3 separate regions of the Mus musculus genome follow, and all the other regions are linked to region 1. The links are chromatin contacts, called in public HiChIP or PLAC-seq maps. All regions are on one chromosome and are shown on one strand. Each heading gives the region's core, a stretch centred on a gene start, on an enhancer-like site or on the middle of the called end of the contact. The rest is flanking DNA. Distances are from core to core; before and after follow the strand shown.

What was found. HiChIP or PLAC-seq counts read pairs in DNA pulled down with a chosen protein or histone mark.
Region 2: a contact with region 1 is called in a FOXA1 HiChIP or PLAC-seq map of pancreatic cancer cells. The contact joins the enhancer-like site here to the promoter of Cd44 in region 1. A contact is called at or near these places in 1 of 39 promoter capture datasets (pre-B cells), 2 of 484 Hi-C or Micro-C datasets (both in nephron progenitors), 2 of 115 datasets of contacts at active chromatin or transcription factors (bone marrow-derived macrophages and pancreatic cancer cells) and 3 of 9 other capture datasets (adipose tissue, liver and pancreatic islet).
Region 3: an HNF4G HiChIP or PLAC-seq map of pancreatic cancer cells shows a contact between it and region 1. The contact joins the promoter of Slc1a2 here to the promoter of Cd44 in region 1. A contact is called at or near these places in 5 of 39 promoter capture datasets (embryonic stem cells, hippocampal neurons, liver and 1 more), 1 of 484 Hi-C or Micro-C datasets (embryonic stem cells) and 3 of 115 datasets of contacts at active chromatin or transcription factors (bone marrow-derived macrophages, embryonic stem cells and pancreatic cancer cells).

The regions. Positions count from the first base shown.
Region 1 is chr2:102,900,308-102,903,166 of GRCm38.p6, forward strand. It overlaps Cd44 (CD44 antigen), which reads right to left and starts at 1,358. Exons shown (of 9, transcript NM_001039151.1): 1 at 961-1,358. The coding sequence starts at 1,039.
Region 2 is chr2:102,763,743-102,766,480 of GRCm38.p6, forward strand. All of the region lies in intron 8 of Slc1a2 (solute carrier family 1 (glial high affinity glutamate transporter), member 2), which reads left to right. Among named protein-coding and RNA genes, the nearest start is that of Gm13872, 18 kb to the left of the region's middle. Within about 2 kb of position 1,374, at least 45 of the 459 cell types and tissues checked have an H3K27ac peak or open chromatin away from gene starts, as enhancers often do. A contact at or near this core is called in liver and pancreatic cancer cells, where this site is marked.
Region 3 is chr2:102,657,331-102,660,203 of GRCm38.p6, forward strand. It overlaps Slc1a2 (solute carrier family 1 (glial high affinity glutamate transporter), member 2), which reads left to right and starts at 1,359. Exons shown (of 11, transcript NM_001077514.4): 1 at 1,359-1,971. The coding sequence starts at 1,955. It overlaps LOC115489466 (a long non-coding RNA gene), which reads left to right and starts at 1,978. Exons shown (of 2, transcript XR_003953884.1): 1 at 1,978-2,873.

The DNA of each region.
Region 1 (2,859 bases), core at 108-2,607:
GAAGTCTGAGCTGACTTAATGACCTAGCTGGCACTTCTTCAAAGAAAATTTAACTATGCTGATGATAACCAAAGCCTTCGTGGAATTATCTGTTCATATATAGATAAAGGAGGGGGGACGCTTGAAAATGAGCCATACTGGATATTTGGCCCAAGCTCCTCCTCTCCACAGCCACCAAAGTCACCAACCACATTTAGATGGGATATTAGGGACTGCGCTAAAGTTCACAGGTTACCCTGATACAGGTCCCCTCCTGCTCTGAGGCTGCCAGGCAGCAAATATGAACCCTGTTGCTGTTTGACTTTGCCTAGACTGCAAGCACTGCGCGGCTGGTCGAATTATTGCTCCGGTTATGTGTCCTCCTTGGTCCATGTTGGAACCTTTAGGCCACTCAGAGCCTCACACAAACCAGTTCAAACTCCCACAAGCTAAAATAAAGCCGTTGGTGACCAAAGCTGACTTTAAGAGCCCCGAAAACTAGTCAAAGCTGGGACCCACTGTCTTCAGCTTTTCAAGGCTCCTTTCTGAAAAGCTCATTGCCCAATCTCTGGCCTGTAGCTATGTGCACACCTTGGGGAGTGCTCTACAGGTCTGTTCCAGTGTCTGCCTCTACCTGCCTAGCCACAGTTAGCCAGGCTTGGGGAGCCCTTGAGCACCAGAGCCTGTTAGTCGGGACAGAGGCTGCGGGCATCCAAGAGTACAGTTACTTTTGAGCCATGTGCTCCAGCAAGCATGGGGACCTCGCCCAAAATCTGCGGGCAACTTGCCCAGCAAACTTTCTTCTCCCTTTCTCTTTTCCTTTCACCAAAGCAGCACTTCCCAGGCGTAAACTCTTTCCAATAGCATAGCCCCAAATCCCAGCTTTGCTTTGCTAGCCCAATTCACTACAGTCCCTCCCCAGGGCGATTCAACCCAGAGGCATCCAGCTGGAGTCCTCAGGCGCGGTGGCGGGCCACTCACCGATCTGCTGATGTGGATGTGCCAGGCTCAACTGCAAGAGGCAAAGTCCCCAAGCTGTGTGCCACCAAAACTTGTCCATGGCGTGCTGGATGAAACGGAGGGATCTAGTCGCCTCTGGAAAAGGGTCGTGGGGAGAAGGGCAACGAGGGTGAATGGAACCTGTCACTGGCTGGGGGCTGCTGGGCAATGAGACCGCTTCGGAAGTTGGCTGTGGTTTTTATTCCAGGCTTTGAAAGAGTGAGTGACCTAAGAGGGAGGGAGCGCGCGAAGGACACACCCAAAGCGAGGGGGCTGTGACTAAGCAGCCAACGGAAGTTTAAAGACACACCAGCCTGCTTTCGCTACTGCCCCTGCACTCCTGCCCTGCTCTCTTGGACAGAAGAGAATGGCCGCCCCCCTCCCCCCCCCAGCCCCCGTGCGCCCACGTTCTCCAGGGCCACTCCACAGGCTTCCTACCCTGGCCCAGCCTACCAGCCTATGAGAAGCGCTGCCTGGGACAAGGAGAATGACTGAGTTCTAAGACCTCGCCCCTCTCAGTTAAATCTTCCAGTTTCTCCTTTGCCACTAAACTTGGGAACCTGGCTAGGGAAAGACTGGTTTTCCCAGGAAGCTGAGGAAGCTGGACTTATCTTAGGGAGGAACTGAAGAAAGAAAGAGGCTGAAGGGAGAGAGAGAGAGAGAGAGAGAGAGAGAGAGAGAGAGGGAGAGGGAGAGATCCATCCTAGTGGAGAGTGCTTTCCTGGCCAGGGTGGGGACTGAAAAGTGGGGAACTTGTGGGAGTGTTCTTTCCTCTTTCCCTCTGAGAGAAGTCCAAACCGCTCATCTGATCTTTGATCCGGGGAAAACCCAAGGGTGCTCAACACATTTCATTCATGCTCTCAAAATATCTACCAATTTCTTAAATCCTTCTCGGACTCACAATCCACCCATCCATTCCTCTGTCCACCCATCTTCCTTCTGCAAATGCACTAATCTAGCCATACTACACCTGCCCACCAATTCTTGTATTCGCCCACCTGCACAACTTTTCAATCCTTTTCACACCCCTCCTCAGCTCATATCTGTTCATCATATTTCCTATCCATCCCGACGCACATACATGGTTCCCGTCTCTCATTCTACCCATCCCCATATCCACTCACACATTTAACTGTTCTTTCTTGTTTACATTTTATATTCTCTTTGCTGCAAACTTTAATACATTCAAATTCCCCTTTACATCTTGATACATTTCAAAGAGGGATGCACATTTGCCATAGTCTTCAAGGGAGAAATCTCAAGGCTGAAAATCGGGGAAAATCGTATGTAAAATTGCAATTCCCTATCTTCTCTAATACCCTGCAAGTTGCAATTTGGATATCAAAAGCTCTGTTTATTTTTAATGTGAACTAAATCTGAGTGGACTTCTTGCTGAATGAGAAACACAGAAGGCATGGCCAGGGCAGGACCCGGAATGAATCATGCCAGAATTTCTGAAGGAAAATGATATTTTGGGATTTACTGAAAGAAACTGAGAAAGTGAGAGAAATGTACACAGCCACCTGTCCATCCATTTATTCATCAAGCACGTAATGAGTGCCAGAGGGTTTCAAGAGAAGCAATCCTGGTTTGGTCTAGGCACTAGCTCCCACACAAGCCAGTGGCTGCTGCAGTATAAAATATACTGCAAACTACAGCTAGGACTGGGAAGATGGCACAGTGATAAAGTGCTTGCTGCCAAGCATGGGACAAGTTAGATCCTTGGAACCCACATGGTGCCTTAGGCAAGTTGTCCTCTACCTGTCACAGGCCTGCCACATACACACAATTAATAACTGTTAAAATGATTAAAAATAATCATTTTATTTTTCAGCCAGCTTTTTCTGTGTATAGACTAAAAGTATTCGTAAGAATTGCATT
Region 2 (2,738 bases), core at 124-2,623, 140 kb before region 1:
ATGTGGGCCACACTGCCTCTGGTATAATGCGATTGGGCTGCCTTTGTATGTTGATTGATCTGACCTTCACAAACACCTCGTATTGTATATGCTAGAGTAGAACCTCCATCTCCTCATGTGTACCATGGCAACAGCAATCACAGAATTGGGGTGGTTAGGAGCATCATACATGACACATATCACATATCAGTAGATGGGAGCTATTGGAATTGTTCCTACCCAGTGACGTTCAGTAAAATATAACCGTGGTCCTGTAATACGAAATGAGAAAGCAGCTGTGACACAGGGAGTGCCACAAGTTACTCAGGATGGAAAACTTGCTTCAGATTCCAGTATGAAGCATGAATCTTGTCCAAACACATATCACATGAGACTTCCAACTTCCCACTCATCAAAACTCTTGACTTAATGAAGCTGTTGGCAAAGTAATGATAGCTTTATGTCCTTTCATTCTTGGCCCTGACAGCAATCAGGCTTACCCTCCAGTGCACAATGGGATTAGAATCAGAGCAGTGACTGCAAGACCGGTATTTCACTGATATTACAGAATTCCATTTACTTGTAATTTATTTCATATTAACAATGCTACTGTTGTGAAATTTCATGAGCAAAGGATAAGGTTGACTACATATGTTTAAGTCTTTGCTTCTGAATAAACTTAGCCAAAATCTCCTTAATTTTTAGAAATATGAAAGTTTGGCTTACATAGGCACCTGCATGGCATATGCACAGTTCTCTGCCTGCAATGTATTTGGGGAAAAATAGCCAAGTCTAGCTTTATGCTGTGCTATTGTGTGAATCCTAATTCTCTCTTCTCCCTCATGTAGGAGTACAATGACCAAGAACTTTCTGTATATTTATTAAGTTATAGAGCTTCCAGGGTCATCAAGAGCCAGCATGTAGCAGAAGCAAACAGAGGGGTGTTCAAATCCCAGAAGACCACATTGAATTTGTGTGACCCTAAGTTACCTGATCCATGGAATCGCTGGTTGTCTCATGGTGAAAGAAGCTGTTTATGTGCCTTGCGTGGTTACTGTGAGGTTCTGCTTTGATGTTGTGTACACAGAGCTTGGCACAACCTCCAGCAACCAGCCTCGAGAGAAGCCAGCCAGGGGAGTGGACTCCCAGACAAAGCAGAATGGGTCAAGGGACCAGGAGAAGGCTGAGAATTTTCTAGATAATACTGTCCATAAGGGGGGGGGGGTTACTAATATTTGACTCCTAACAAGATTTTTCACAGTGCTTGTAAGAGTGACTCATGACCAGAGCAACCCAGATTGTAAACAAAACAGCCAAGGCTAAGGATGACTGGAACCTGGGAATCCCCACTTCCTTTCTGTCCTGTCAATACTGGGGACGGGCTGAAGAGTCTTTGCTGTCTGGGACTTTAGGGAAGTTTCACTCCCACAGCTGTCTCACCTTGTCCTCAAGTGCCCGATAAGAATGATAGATTACTTGGCTTGAGGGTTGTAATGTGCCCTACCTCTCTTAAGTGCCCATGTACTTATTGGTTCCTAAATGCCGCCGGCCACTACATGAAAGAGAAACCCTCATTTATCCTTTCAACCGGTGAGGAAGTCAGGATACAGTTGCCCAAATTTTGTATGTTGTTGACAAGTGGTAGAGCTAGGATTTGAATTTAGATTGTTTAAGTTCAAAAAGCTGCTACACACTGTATCTGCTGTCTCATATGGAGTTCTATGAAATATACCAGCTCCATACTGGTGTGACAGGCACAGACATGATCACTGGTGTGACAGGAAAGGGCACAGACATGTTCTGTATTGTATGTATGTAGACATGCAATAAACCCGAAAGGGGTAGCAAAATACACCAAACATCCCAGTCCCTTGGAGCTCCAGGGACCTCCAAATTGTTCTCAGTTACAAGTCTTGGGATTCTAGGCTGGGCCACACTGATGGCCTGACTTGGCCAAACCCTCCCATGAGCCTGGAGTGCTTGCTCTAGAAATATTTTAATGTTTTAACTACAAAGCAGGCAACCCTCATTGTTTCAGCACATACAAAGTCACATGAGAGACCTATTTTCAGAAGACTGTTCTATTCAGAAGCGACAGCTCTGGATATCAGGATATGGCTTACTTGTCAATCACAAGCTAGATTCCAAAACCCACATAAAAATACTAGGTATGGAAACAAGTGTGTTTAGTGCTAACATGGAGAGTGAAGAAACAGGCAGATGCCTAGCAGACAGCTGCCAGCTGGTGAGCTCTAACCCAATGAGAAATTCTGCCTCAAAGAGGGTGGATTGTATCTAAAGGTAGCATCAGAGATTGTCCTCTGACCTCTACAGCATATATACTCATATGTTCATGTGCACCCCAACATACATACTCACAAACAGTTAACAAATAAAAAGAAGAAATGATTGCTTCTGTAAAATAACCTACGAAGATGAGAAAAGTCACTGCCAGTTGGTGATCCTCAGAAACCCTTTGGTATGTAGACAGGACACCTGAACCCAAGATTAAACTTTAAACTCTGGGGAAAGAGTTCAAAATGGTCCCAGGTATGCTCCTAATATTGCTTGAAAAGTTGATGAAAAGAAAAGTTGAGAAATTTTTCTTTATTCCATTACCATTTTATGGCACCCTCTTTCTGAATAATGCATTTTCCAGCCTTGGGAGAAATGGCCAGGCAAGTGAAACCGAATGTATCTTGGAATATGTTGTTTGCCTCCCCTGGTGAGTTGGTTCTGGATATTTTCTATTCCAAGTT
Region 3 (2,873 bases), core at 109-2,608, 240 kb before region 1:
CTGTAGCCCACACCTGTCTCAAACATGAGAACATCCTACCCCAGCCTGCTAGGCACCGGCATTCCAAGCATACAGCACCACAGCTGGTTTAACAGAACAGGTTTTGAATGCAGTTCATTCAGTTACTTATTGAGAACGAAGGTGACCCCTCCAGTTTGCCACGCATGCAAAGAAGCGAAGATGTGGAGCATGGATGAGAAAGCCTCTGGGCTAGAATCCTGGAGGGGAAAAGAAGGAGAAAAGAAACTAGAATGCTGGAGTTCTGAGATGCTGCTCAGAGGAGCCTAGCAGGTCCCAAGTGACCTGCTCACACCTTTTGACATCTTTGTTTACACTTTTAAACCTCTCAGTAGAGTCTGTTTAATTCTTATCTGGGCCCTGCAGAGGTGATAGGTTTGAGTCCCAATGTCCAGCAGAGGAAAAGAAGGTTTTGCCTTTTAGGTGGCCACGGGGTCAGCAGGTGGAGGACCTGTAGGTGTCTGGTGTGTCCCAGTCCTCGAGATAATAAAAGCTGAGCAGAACTTGTCATTATTATGCAAAGCTGGGCAGGAGGCTTGGACTCTCCCTCGCAGAAGGCAGAAGCCCATCTGTCTTTGCACGCCTCCCCCCACGCTCAGAGGCCTGCTGAGAACTGAGCCCTGGGTGGGTGAAGGAGATGCGTCTCCAGCCCTTGGCCCTGGCGTGTGTGTGTGTGTGTGTGTGTGTGTGTGTGTGTGTGTGTGTGTGTGAGAGAGAGAGAGAGAGAGAGAGAGAGAGAGAGAGAGAGAGAGAGAGAGGGAGAGAGAGAGAGAGAAATTATGGCATCCCTCACACCCTGCTCGCCCTCGGGGAACCACATTAATATTAATCTAGACGAATGATTGAATGTCCGGGATTTATTCGGGCCCGGGTAAAGAAGGACCCGCAGCTGGGTCGCGTTTCCTTCCGGTCACCTGAGTGTTTCTGCAGCTCAGATTCAGTGGGACTTCTACTCTCAGAAGTGGTAGGATGTGGGTGGGTGTGCCGGCCTGTGTGATGTGAGCCCGAGCAGATGTCCAGGGAGTGATGGGGAGTGCCAAGGCTTCTCCAAGGATTGGGGACGGAGGGGCATCCCGGGTCTCAGCGCTTGGCCCAGCACAGGGTGACCCAGGGCCACTCAGACTCGAGAGGAAACAATAGCGACTCCTTAGACCCTGGGATCCTGCCACTGGCTTTCCAAAGCCTTCCCGGACTACCGGCGGTGCCTTTTTTTTTTTTTTTTTTTTTTTCTAATTTATGACTGGAGGCTGGTGGGGGAGGGACAACAGAAAAGGGACAACGTCTAAAGATGGGGGGCAGGGGCGACAGTTAAAGAAGTCGCCCCAGGCTGCGGCGCGGGTGATGTCAGCTCTGGACAAAAATAGAGAGGGATCGCCTGCAAATCCCCAGCTCCGGCTGGGCTAAACCTTGCAATCCCTCTTCGGCCGGCGCCGAGCCAGGGCGCAGCGGCCTCTACCGCCTCCCCCGGCGCGCACACACCAGCACACGCGCACGCACGCACACACTCCCCCGCACTCGCACTCCCGGTCTTCCCCATCCCGCTCGGTGCCGGCCACTCCTGGTACCGGTCTGCCCCGCGGCGAAGCACACAGACACGCACACACACAGGTGGCTGCTGGGAAGCGGGGAGTGTGTTCCTGCAGCCCTGCGGCCAGCGCGACCTCGCAGCAGCCGGTGCAGGATCCCCGCAGCGCCCCTCGGAGCGCTGGCCGCGAGCCGCTCACGGGACCGCGCGCGGTGGAAAGCCGGGACGTGGATTAGCGCCCGCAGCAGCCTCCCGCGCGCGCCGAGGCGCTAAAGGGCTTACCCAGGAGGGGGGTGCGAGGGCGGAGAGAGGCTGCCCGTTAAATACCGCTCTCCGCCGCACTCCGGGCTCACCCAGCTCGCCGCCACCGTCTCCAGACCGTGCCCGGGAGGAGGGGGCGTTCCCCACGCCATGGCATCAACAGAGGGGTGAGAGCTTTTCTGGGTGCCCATGGGGAAGAGGGAGCCGCGCGCGGGGTGGTGCTGCCCTATCCCAGATGGGGACAGAGAACTGTGACCCTGGACCCCTGAAACCCTAGCAGAGCGCTGGAGGTGGTGGGAAAGGGGTCTGGTTTCTTTGGTAGACTAGCTGTCTTTTGAGGACCGGGAGGATTTAACGGAAAGGGGTGAAAAAGTGTGAAAAGAAACCGTGGAGGTTACTTCAGAGATTTAAAGACAATAAAGAATTGTCCACGGAGCCTGCAGGAAACACTGCCTGGGCTGCAAGGAGGGGACCAGTTGGAATGAATGAGCCAGGATCAGAGCCGGGGCGGGGCGAAGAGAAGCGCACAGCCTTGAATGCTAGCTTTGGGCGCGCACGGGTGTGTGTGTGTGTGTGTGTGTGTGTGTGTGTGTGTGTGTGTGTGGGGTGATGATGGCAAGACCCCAGCCCAAGAGGTCTTTGCCTTTGGATATTAGAATTTCCCTGGCGAGCTGCAAGGAAGAGTGGAAGAGATTTGGGTGCTTCCCGAGAGGAGGGAAGGAAACCTGTAGCTTGGAGCAAGAGTTTCCAAACTATCTGGACTATCACTGGCATTTTTATTTTGCCTGTGGCCTTGGAGGCGCCCCTCGCCTCTTGAGGCTGCAGTTGGCATGATGATCATTTCTGTGGTAGGACAACTGTATTTAGCAAGGGGAGAGTATGGGGGATGCACAAGTCCCTTGAATACTCATTCCAAGGTATCCTGGTCCTGTCTCCCAAATGCACTTCTCAGGCTTCCCGGAGCCTAGAACAGAATAAAAATAATAACTAGGGACCCCAGCTTTTGGGCTACTTCACAAATGGCACTAGCTGCTTTGGAGAGATCGGTGAACCTACATGTGACCTCAAA